Regions from separate parts of the Anser cygnoides genome. Here region 2 is linked to region 1. The links are chromatin contacts, called in public Hi-C maps. All regions are on one chromosome and are shown on one strand. The core of a region is the stretch at or near the end of the contact, and the rest is flanking DNA. Distances in the headings are between cores, read along the strand shown.

The links. Hi-C and Micro-C count contacts between places; a contact is called where the count stands out from the background.
Region 2: a Hi-C map of granulosa cells shows a contact between it and region 1, with 3 times the contacts expected there. The contact joins the enhancer-like site here to the promoter of SPRY1 in region 1. A contact is called at or near these places in 4 of 7 Hi-C or Micro-C datasets (granulosa cells and liver).

What each region holds. Positions count from the first base shown.
Region 1 is chr4:34,775,722-34,780,585 of Taihu_goose_T2T_genome, forward strand. SPRY1 (sprouty RTK signaling antagonist 1) reads left to right here and starts at 3,459. Exons shown (of 2, transcript XM_066995968.1): 1 at 3,459-3,615.
Region 2 is chr4:35,116,039-35,120,839 of Taihu_goose_T2T_genome, forward strand. All of the region lies in intron 2 of LOC125184567 (a long non-coding RNA gene), which reads right to left. The region is part of intron 1 of LOC125184565 (a long non-coding RNA gene); the gene reads right to left. Among named protein-coding and RNA genes, the nearest start is that of ANKRD50, 180 kb to the right of the region's middle. Within about 2 kb of position 2,458, at least 2 of the 3 cell types and tissues checked have open chromatin away from gene starts, as enhancers often do.

The sequences.
Region 1 (4,864 bases), core at 2,209-4,708:
TCTGATTTTGGGGTGGTCCTGTGTGGAGCCAGGAGTTGGACCCGATGGTCCTTGTGGGTCCCTTCCAACTTGTGATATTCTGTAATTCTATGATTCTGTGATTCAATGAGCTGATAAGAAAATGTCCACAATACTTGTGTCCACAATATCACAGCAATGTCTAACAGCTATGGTAGTTTTATTTACACACACATATATATGTAGGCCTACTATCTTAAAAATCCGCAATTACAGCGGTCTTCTCCTAAAGAATGCATGCTGTCTCCCTGTGCTCGGTTTGAGGCTCTCCGAGCACATTGTGGGGCCTGAGCTTTCCAACACTGGCACCTACAAAGTGCACCGTCGGAGCTTCTGCCACACGAAGGCATTGGGAGCTGCAGAGCCCCGCTGTTCCTCACAGCGCCTGCCCCGGCAGGCTTCTGGCTGCACAGCATGGGGGAACGCGGCCTACGCGTGCTAGGGGTAAGACGGCCGGCACAGCGGTTTTGTTTATAACTGTATCCGGCTATAAATGCTAACGTGCATTGTTGTTTTCTAAATCGCTTTTAAATTCCCGTATAACTTCAGCATTGTTGTTACAGCTGTGAAGGCTGGTTATTAACTGACAAGTACCTTGCGCAAAGGTAGACGCTTTCTGTGCTGAGTTTACTCAAAGCCATATTGGCTCAAGATAGTTATCACCAAGGAAGATGAGTGACGGGAACAGTAATATCGAAGCCTTCAAGTATAGGCCTTGTCACCTGTTTGGTCTGAAATGATAGCGTGTGATGATAGACAGGATAGATTTTGCTTTTCACAAACCAAGCCACCTCGCACCGCTCGGGAGGCGGAATGAGGTGCCAACGTCTGGGACCGGGTACGTGTCCCCGTTCTCAGCTGGGAGCTGTGCCCTAGCAGGAGCCAGGAGATGCTGCTTAGGGGAAAATACAAAGGTATTCCCAGGTGGGATGCAACACAGCAGCACTGTCACTAAGTACTGATAGTGGGAGGACCATGATTTATTCAATCCATCTTCACAGAGGTGTAGTTCATTACCTATAAAGCTCAATCAAGTGACTTAGGAAAGCTGCTTCTGGGTGTGGATTAGGAAAAAAGGAAAAAAAAAAAAACCAACGGAACAACCATGGGCTTTGCTTTTATTCTGTGCAACATGTCTTCTGGCACCCTGAAGCTTGCACAAGGGAGAAGCAGTATACGACTGCAGAACATGGAGATTATCTCCTGTACATGATCCTCAAAGTGAAAGCGGAAACGGGGACTGAATCACGACTATCAGCAGTCATTCAGTCTCCTGGACCTAATTCTGGGAGGTTTGTCATGAGGATTAGCGCTGGGCACAGAGGGCTGGTCTCTCTTGACTTCTTTTATTGTCAGTAGAACAGAGAGGCTTCCTCGGAGGACAGTTTGGATTCCCGTCTGTCTGTCAGTGCTCAAATTAAGGTTGTGCCAGGATGTAGTCATAAGGTGTGTCAGTCCTCTTCCAAGCTGCCAACTTTTTCTCCAGAATTTTAGCTCTCCTTTTTCTAACAAAAGCTTCTTACTGCTATCATTTCCAAGAAAAATCTAATGAGATGACTTGCGTGAGATGCAGGCATGTTTGCTTGAATCTGTGGAGAGCCTTCTGATTTAGCTGTAGGGTTTTGCCTCGTTTCAGTGAAGTGCTCGTCCTGGTGCCAAGTGATAGTAAACCGCTGCCAGGATTCTTGATTATTTTACTGACCCATTTAAGCCTAGTATTGTATTTCTAAAATCAAGCTGTTACGCTTGGCATAGTTTTTTAAGGTAGTACCCGCTTTGGAGATGTGCATTAAAAGGTGTTAAGCAATGTTTTCACAGCAGTTTCCTAGGAAAGAAACACACTGACTTGTGTGAGAAGACAGTCGGTTGCTAGATGCGAGTGTGCCTGGCCGTGCAGCAGAGCCCCGCTGACCCCAGCAGCACGGTTATCTGCAGTTTATCTGCAGTTTACCTACTGCTGCCGCCGATGCTCCTCCTGTCGACACCGCTGCAAGAATTAGTACGTGTAGCACACCTACATAATGCTGTTTTTTCATCTTTACTTAAAACAGAGGGCTGTTTTTTTGTGTGTGAAATAAAGCTAAAATATAGTGGGAGATGATAGATTTGCACAGCGAAGCGCTACACTCCCGTAGTAACTTCTGTTAATTTTTGCTGGTTATTTTTGTTCTTCAGTAGGAATTACTGTTAGTTGGAAGAGTGGTAGGTTCCAAAGGGTTCAGGTGGGTTTCAGAAATTCCAGAAGTTACTTTTTTGCTTTCTGCTTGTGGTGTGTCTGAGAGTGCTTTTGGTGAGAAATCACATTTTCTAATCCCCCTTGCAAAATTAATGATGAACTGGCATATTTTATGGCCATGTTTGTCACTTGAAGCCTCTGTGATGGGAAGTTCATCTGTATGATTGATAGTTCGTCTGTATCAGATGATACAACAGAATGATATATCAGAATTGATAGTTCATCTGTATTTATTTCATGGAGAAATACATTGTTGAAATTTTTTTTTTTTGTATAGTGATGGAAATGGAAAATGTAGTTTGGCTATTTTCTTTCCAAGGCTGGTGAAGATTAATGAAAAATAATTGCACTGGGACAGTGAGTGTGATCTGGGTGGACAGAGGATGTCACAGTAGAATACCTTTGCACGGGTATTTTCTTGTTTGTAAGGATTATTTGGTCTTGGATGGAGGTTCCTTTTAAGCAGTTTTGAGTTATTTGTAGTGTGTGTGTGTGTTTAATTTGGGACAAAAGGTGGGAGATCTTCAGTTTCCTGTAAGAGATTGCAAAAAGCCAGTTAGAATATTTTGGATAAACATGGGACTTTAGGGATGGTTAGCCAAGTCCTAAAAAGCCTCGCATGTCCCAGTGCGTCGCATATTCTTAGAAATAACTCCCAAAATGCTGATTTCTTTTAATATCATTTTTCCCGCGTTCTTCAAGTTGCCTCTAAATGACCTGTGGCCACGCGATAGGTAGCACATACACAGAAATGAGGGCTGTGAGGACAGCGCTGCGATTCCTCCACTGATCAACATGTGACGGGAACCTGCAAGGCAGGCGGGTCAACGCCGAGCTTCGACACCGAGCAGCGGCTTCCCTCTTACCGGCAGGGCCCCAGCCCTGCACCCCCGACACCCCTGCCCCTGGCACCCCTGCCCCCTCCGTGCGGGCCGGGCCCCTCGGGGCTCCCGCTCCCCCTGCTGGCCGGGCCGGGGGCGGCCACCCGCGGCCGAGCCGGGCCGGGCCGTGCCGAGCCGGGCCGGGCCGAGCCGTGCGGGAGGGAGGCGCGGGGCCGCCCCGTGCCGGGAGGGACGCGGGGCGGGAGGCGGGCGGGCGGGCGGCGCGGCCCCCGCGGGCTGGAGCCGTGCGCGGGCGGAGTCCAGTCCGGGATTTCGGGGGCGCCGCGCGGTGACACATCGGCATCACGGGGGCGCGGCCGGGCGGCGGGCGGGGGCTGCGCGCTGAAAGGCGGCGGAGCGCGGCCGCGCTCACTCCGGCGCGGCGGCGGGACGGCGCCAGGCTGCCTGCACTGCCCGGGCTGGACTCCGCGCCGGGGCCGCCAATGTGCCCCGGCAGGCAGGCTCTCACCTCGCCCTCCGGTAAGCTGCGCGCCTGCGGGGCCGGGTCAGGTGCGGGGACGGACGGGCGGAGAGGGAGGGAGAGGGAAGGGGGCGGCGGGGCGAGCCCCGGAGCCGCTGCGCTGCAGCCGCGGGCGCTCCGCGTTGGCCGGCGCCGATCGCCTGGCGGCGAGGCGGCGGCCGGGCTCGCAGCCTGTCACCCGGCCGCCGACGGCAGCGCCGAGCACATGGCAGCCGCCCGCCGCACGGCTCCGGCCGCAGCCGGCCCCGCAGCCCCGCTCCCCGGCTGCCCCCCGCGCTGCGGGGCCGCGCTCAGCCCTCGCCGGTGCCGGGAGCGAGCCGCGGAGCCGCCTCGGCGAGGCGCGAGCTGTTTTATCGGCGCTATTACCGCTTTTACTATCGCTATCGCTACTTTTTATTATCGCTGTTGGTGCGTTTTTCGCCTCGGGCGGCCGGGCAGAGCGCTGCCCCTGGAAGCAGCCGCGGGGGAGCGAGGGGCAGGCGACCCCCGAGGGGCGGCGGGGTGGGCTGGGAGCCCGGCCCGCCGCAATTAGCGCCTCCCGGCGTCATTAAGGAGGTAATTGGTTTCGGGGCGTGCTTTTTGCGCCTGTAAGCGGCGGGGCGAGCAGGTGCCGGGCGGCGCGGAGCGGGGCGGGGGGCGAGGTCCGCGGCGGCGCCCTGACAGAGCCCGGGCGGCCCTTAGCGGCCGGTGGTGCCCGGCGGCCGTGGGGCTCCGGACAGACCCCGCGGGGGCTGGGGGGGGGGAAGGAGCCGTGCCGAGCCGTGCCGAGCCGTGCAGAGCCGTGCCGGCTGCCCGCAGCCGTCTGCGGGGATTCCCCGCCCCGGCAGCGGCCGTGCCGCCGTGCGCTGGCGCTTTAAACGCCGGGAAGTCCGCCCTCCGCAGGGAGCAGCGACCTCGGGCTGCGCCCTCCCCCCGCAGAAGGCGGGGGGGAAGCCCTTGTTTTCATTCATAACTTTTTTTTTCTCCTTTTTTTTTTTTTTTTCCCCTCCTCTTCCTTCCTCCCCGTCAGCTGCGCGCCCCGCCAGGCTCGCAGGGGGCGCCGCCCGCCGCAGCAGCTCGGGGCCGGGGCTCGGCCAGCCCCGGAGCGGTGCGGAGCCGCCGGGTCCCTCGCCCCGTCCTGCCTCATGCGGCCCCGTGTGCCGGGGGGCGGCGAGGGCCGGGGGTGCCCTCCTCGCCGCTTCCCTCGGCCCCTGCCGCCCTCTGCCTGCCCCGCGGCCGGGCTCGGCGGTCTGCGCGCGGCGCTGGTGC
Region 2 (4,801 bases), core at 1,208-3,707, 340 kb after region 1:
GCCGAAGAGGTGAGGGAGGTGATGCTAAAGGTGGTCAGAAAGACCCAAGGAAAGGGAGGGAATACAATAAAGGGTAGAGGAAGGATCAGAAGCAAGAAAGAGTAAAGAGTAAAAACCCTGCAGACAGTGGAAGGGAAGGAAAATGTCTCCTATGAAAAGAAAGAAAAACTAAGGAATGGACTGAAAGGAAAACTGTAAGGAAAAAGGCATTGTGTGGCAGATGCTGCCAAAAAGGGCGGAAAGTATACTGGATCTGTCAGAAGAGTGAGTCCAGGACATTTGTTTCCTACACTTCCTAGGGACTGGTCCCCAGAGAAGAGCTTCTGCTCTTCTCCAGTGTCTCAAAACTGCAAGATGAAGAACTGGATTGTGCTAGGCACTGACCACAACTTAAAACACACTGCAAACATATTCCTGTTAATAAAAACCAGTTACTATTATTCAACCTCCTTATACGACAAACTGGAGGTATAAATGAAGGGGTCCTTCACAAGAATACCAGGACAGGAGGTGAGAACAAGCTGATCTTCAGAGATGCTCTTCCTTTGCGGTTCTGATTTTGGGAATAGCTCTTCAAACCCTGCATCCAGTCGTAAATTGAGCTATCTGAGTTCTGCCCCTTCACTTATGTATGTCATATAACCAGGAAACGGGAATTATACAAACTGCCTCTGGCTGCTGTAGCTAAGCAAAACACTGCACAGGCTTACTGCAACAAACTAAAGAATTCCTTAGTAACCTGGAATGCAAATTAAATGAGATGGTTTCCCCTTTCTGATGATAGATGTCTTGCATGAAGAAAAAAGCTAGCATTTGAGCACACAATTATGTGTGAATTCCTCACTGAGCTGTACTTAGTGTGTTTTAAGATGGTTCCAGTATCCTAGTCAGACACTTAAAACCAAAACATAAACTCAATTTTTTACTTTTTTTTCCCCTGAAGTAGTTGGATATATTACCATGTAGAGGCACACAAATCTGTACAAATTTATGTATATGTTTTAATTCAGTTTATTTGTTGATTTATCCATTCCACCTCTTTGAAGAAAACAGAACTAATGGCTCTTCAAAAGCCGTGTTTGTGCCAGAGGATGACAGCTACAGACACTCACTTTATATGGGCAGTGGTCAGCTCCCTGGACTTCCCACACAAAACTCTCTGTCTTGTTTTAAAGCCTGCATGCAATAAGTTAGTACCATCTAATTCCAGGAGCAAATGCAGTGCACAGCAAAGCAGCACACAGCACGTTTTGTCTGCACGTACCAAAATAGAGATCTTTTAAGATCTTTTATTTGGGGCATGGGGCTTAAAGAGAGGAAGTAGGTGTGTATTTTCAGGCACCCTGGCTTCTGTAGGGCTCAGCGCTGCTCCCACCCTGCTGCTCTCCTGCAGTCTTCTCCCAGCCAAGGGGGGGGTGAGGCTCGCAAGCCTTCCTTGCGGGCTCTCATCAGCATCACTCTGGGGGTCAAGCAACAGGGTGTGATCTCAGCTGCCTCCTTCCTTCCTTGCTTCCTTCCTTCCCTCTGCTCTGCGGGGACCCAGGGCCCGATGTAAATCCACTGACGTCAACGGGAGTCTGATCAAAGGGGCCTGGATTAGACCCCAAGGGCACTGCCTCCCAGAACTATTTATGGCAAATTGATGTGACTTCGGGGAAATGTCCTGACTTTGAAATTAAACAATCTAATTTTAAATATCAGGTGGAGCAATCTTCTCTTTAGGTCCTGATCCAGGAAATCATTGAGTACTTATTTAACTTTAAGCATCTTGTTAAGTTCTATGCTGTCCAATGCGAGCCCAGAATAAGAGCATTACGCAAGTTCACAAGTCCTTGGTTTAAGTACATAATTAAAGGTAAGCATGTGGCTAAGTGTTTTGCTGAATAGAGATGAAATTACTTGCATGCTTAGATGCTGTGCTGAACCAAGGAACAGGGGCTGCTTTGTGCTTGCTGAGAGCAGAGAACAGGGAGCACGTACGAAGAAGCAGCGCAAATAAGAGAGAAAGGCACTGAGGAAACTTGAGGAGCAGACGTTTCTTTGAGAAATCAGGACTTCAAGACCTGCTGGAGAAATATTGATGGGTATAGGGAAGCCTGTGCACGCCCTGTCACTATGAGTGATTTCTGCAGGCTTTCCCCTGGCTGGCTTCTCCTCAGTCTCCGTTACTTTTCTAGGGCAGATTTGCAGGGATGCTAAGGCACATGTGGTTAAACACAGAGTACGAAGAAAAGTTGGCATAAAAAAAAAAAACAAGACGGAAAACAACCTGAAATACACCGAGGAGCTTATAGCTGCTGGCTATTCCATTCCTTCTGCAAGGTGGCCGGAGAGACCCGGCGGCCCTTAACTTAGCTACGCGGGCGCCCCCCCAAATCTGCAGCTGCTCCCGGAGCAGGACGAGCACCGCGGCCGGGCGCCGCCGAGCGGGGACGCGGAGGAGGGCAGGGCTGCGGTGGGAGCCTCCGGCCATGCCGGGCCGTGCCGTGCCGCGAGGGCCCCCTGCCGCTGCCGGCCTGCAGGGCCAGCCCGGGACTCGCGGCCTCCACCGCCCCCTGGCGAGCTGCGGCCGGCTCTTCGCTGCAAGGCTCGGGGGGCCGAGAGAGCCCTTCGCCTTTTGTGCTTCTGGTTTAGATGCTCGGAGCCTTTTACAGCAAGCGATGCTCAAACGCAGGCTCGCCGCGCTGCTAAGGCGGGGGTGCTGCTGGGCGCGACGGCACGCTGTGTCTCGGTTAGCTGCCGTGCCTTCGGTTATCGCGCGGCCCGCCGAGCATTGCCGAAACAAACCTGCAGCCCCCCCCGGGACGGGAGAGCTGCACAGCCCTCACATCCACGTGGAGGGTGAGAGCGGTGCCCTGTGCCACCAGCTAAACCCTCCCAGGTTCCTGCGTTAACTTCACACCGGTGCTGGGACTGCCAGGCGTGCGGGAACACGTCCTCCATGGAGTCACGGCAGGGGTTGCAAGGCACTGCCACGGTGCAACGCCACGCAGCGCACAGGCAGGATTTGGTCACCTTGCCACGCTGCAGTAACAGAAAGAGGCAGCAGTAAGAGGAAGGACAGATTAACACAGAAGCAGACTGGTGTGAGAACAGCATGGTGGTGGTGGACACTGCAGCTCGGACAGTGCGGGATGCCCAGATTGAAACCTCAGGTCATGTAAAACACTGTAGCCACGTGAACTTTAGCTCCAGTGACTCACACAGGACCCGGGTCATCACTCTGTGGCGCAGCAGCTCAAGCAGTGGCACATAGCCACCAGCCCATGGATGGAGTTGAGGAGGGAGCCCTCCAAAAGGCCTCCCTCCTGCAGGACGTGCTTTTCAGGAGCACAGCCTTCCCTCAGTCACAAGATCAGTTTCTGGGTGATGGTCACAGACACAGAAATATCACCCACACTTCCTCCCCGACAGAGCCACCCAGTGGTTTTTCTCATAAGGAGGAGGAAAAAAAGTTGTAAGAAAAACATAGTAGCAAGCACTACTATGTTTTTCTTACAACTTTACTACTATGACCCCTGCAAAACATTTGCTGGATGATCCTCCTCTTGATCCTCTGGTCCCACCCTGGTGAAATTAAGAGTTATCTCGACAAACTGAAGCTGTTGTTGGACCCCCCTCTGCAGACCAGCCGCGGGGCAGGGTGAGGGAGCAGAGCCAAACCTTGCAGGTGCACCCCAGACGGCAGCTCCTGGGGGCCTCACCCCCAAAGGAGGACAAAGAGGGAGAGCAACACACCACTGGGTATCACAGTGTCAACAAGCACAAGAGGTTCAGATGGGCTTTTTGAGAAATGCTCATTCAAAATATTTAATGCAGCGCAGCATGCATATACCAACAGGACAGGGCTACGCACACAGAGGGCCCATTCCTGGTCTGACACCCAGCTTAGTGTCCAAAGACACTTTCCTTCAAACGCTGTGCACTCGGATTTACTAGGCAGCTTTATGGACTGATACTTCCTTACACTTTACCAGTCTGATTAATTCAGCTGGCACCTCTGATCCCACTTCCACCACTAACCTTTTCTCTTGAATGGGATGACTCTGTAGTCTCACCATTCATGTGTTTGAGTCAGATCTTACATCAAAGATGTCCTGGGTTTTATACTGTCAGAAGCAATTTTGTCCCAGAAGAATGAAGATTGTGATTATCCCAGAAGGAAAGCTGTCAACTCAGCTCTATGTAGAAAAACTGCTGTCGACAAAAGCTTATATTGGACACCCTTTGGCAGACTGCCCTCCTAAAAAAAAAGTCCACTGTTACCTACATGAAAGACTTTGTCTAAGAGCATTTGGGTGTTTGCCGACTTGGTTCATACAGCAAATTCAGATGAGAAGGAAAGGAATAAGAATATCATGTCTTTCATAAGCATTCCAGTTCAGGACAATGCACAGAAAAGCAATAACGGTGTAAGGAAAAGACCGGTTTGGAGAAGGGACAGACAGACGCTGAGCTTTGATGATGCCTTAATTCTCAGTTAGATACAAAACACTACTGGATCACACACTCCCCAAAAGTGACTAAGCCTCCGTTCAGGCTCTCCAAAGGCCTCCTTTTCTCATTTCACCAGCTTTTGCCCAAAAGTCACCACCGTGGGTGTCTGTGCTTCAGAGGACAACACCATGCCACTATCTGCCAGGGAGGCAGCCGTGGTGGCTGTCTTTCGCACAGCATCACGCAGTAAGCTCTCACCTGTGAGTGGGCTGACAGTGAGCTGGTTGGGAAACACCACCCACCATATGCTGTTATCATCCCAGCAGCATTTCTGTCATGCTGTGGAGGGGAAGAACATCTCTTT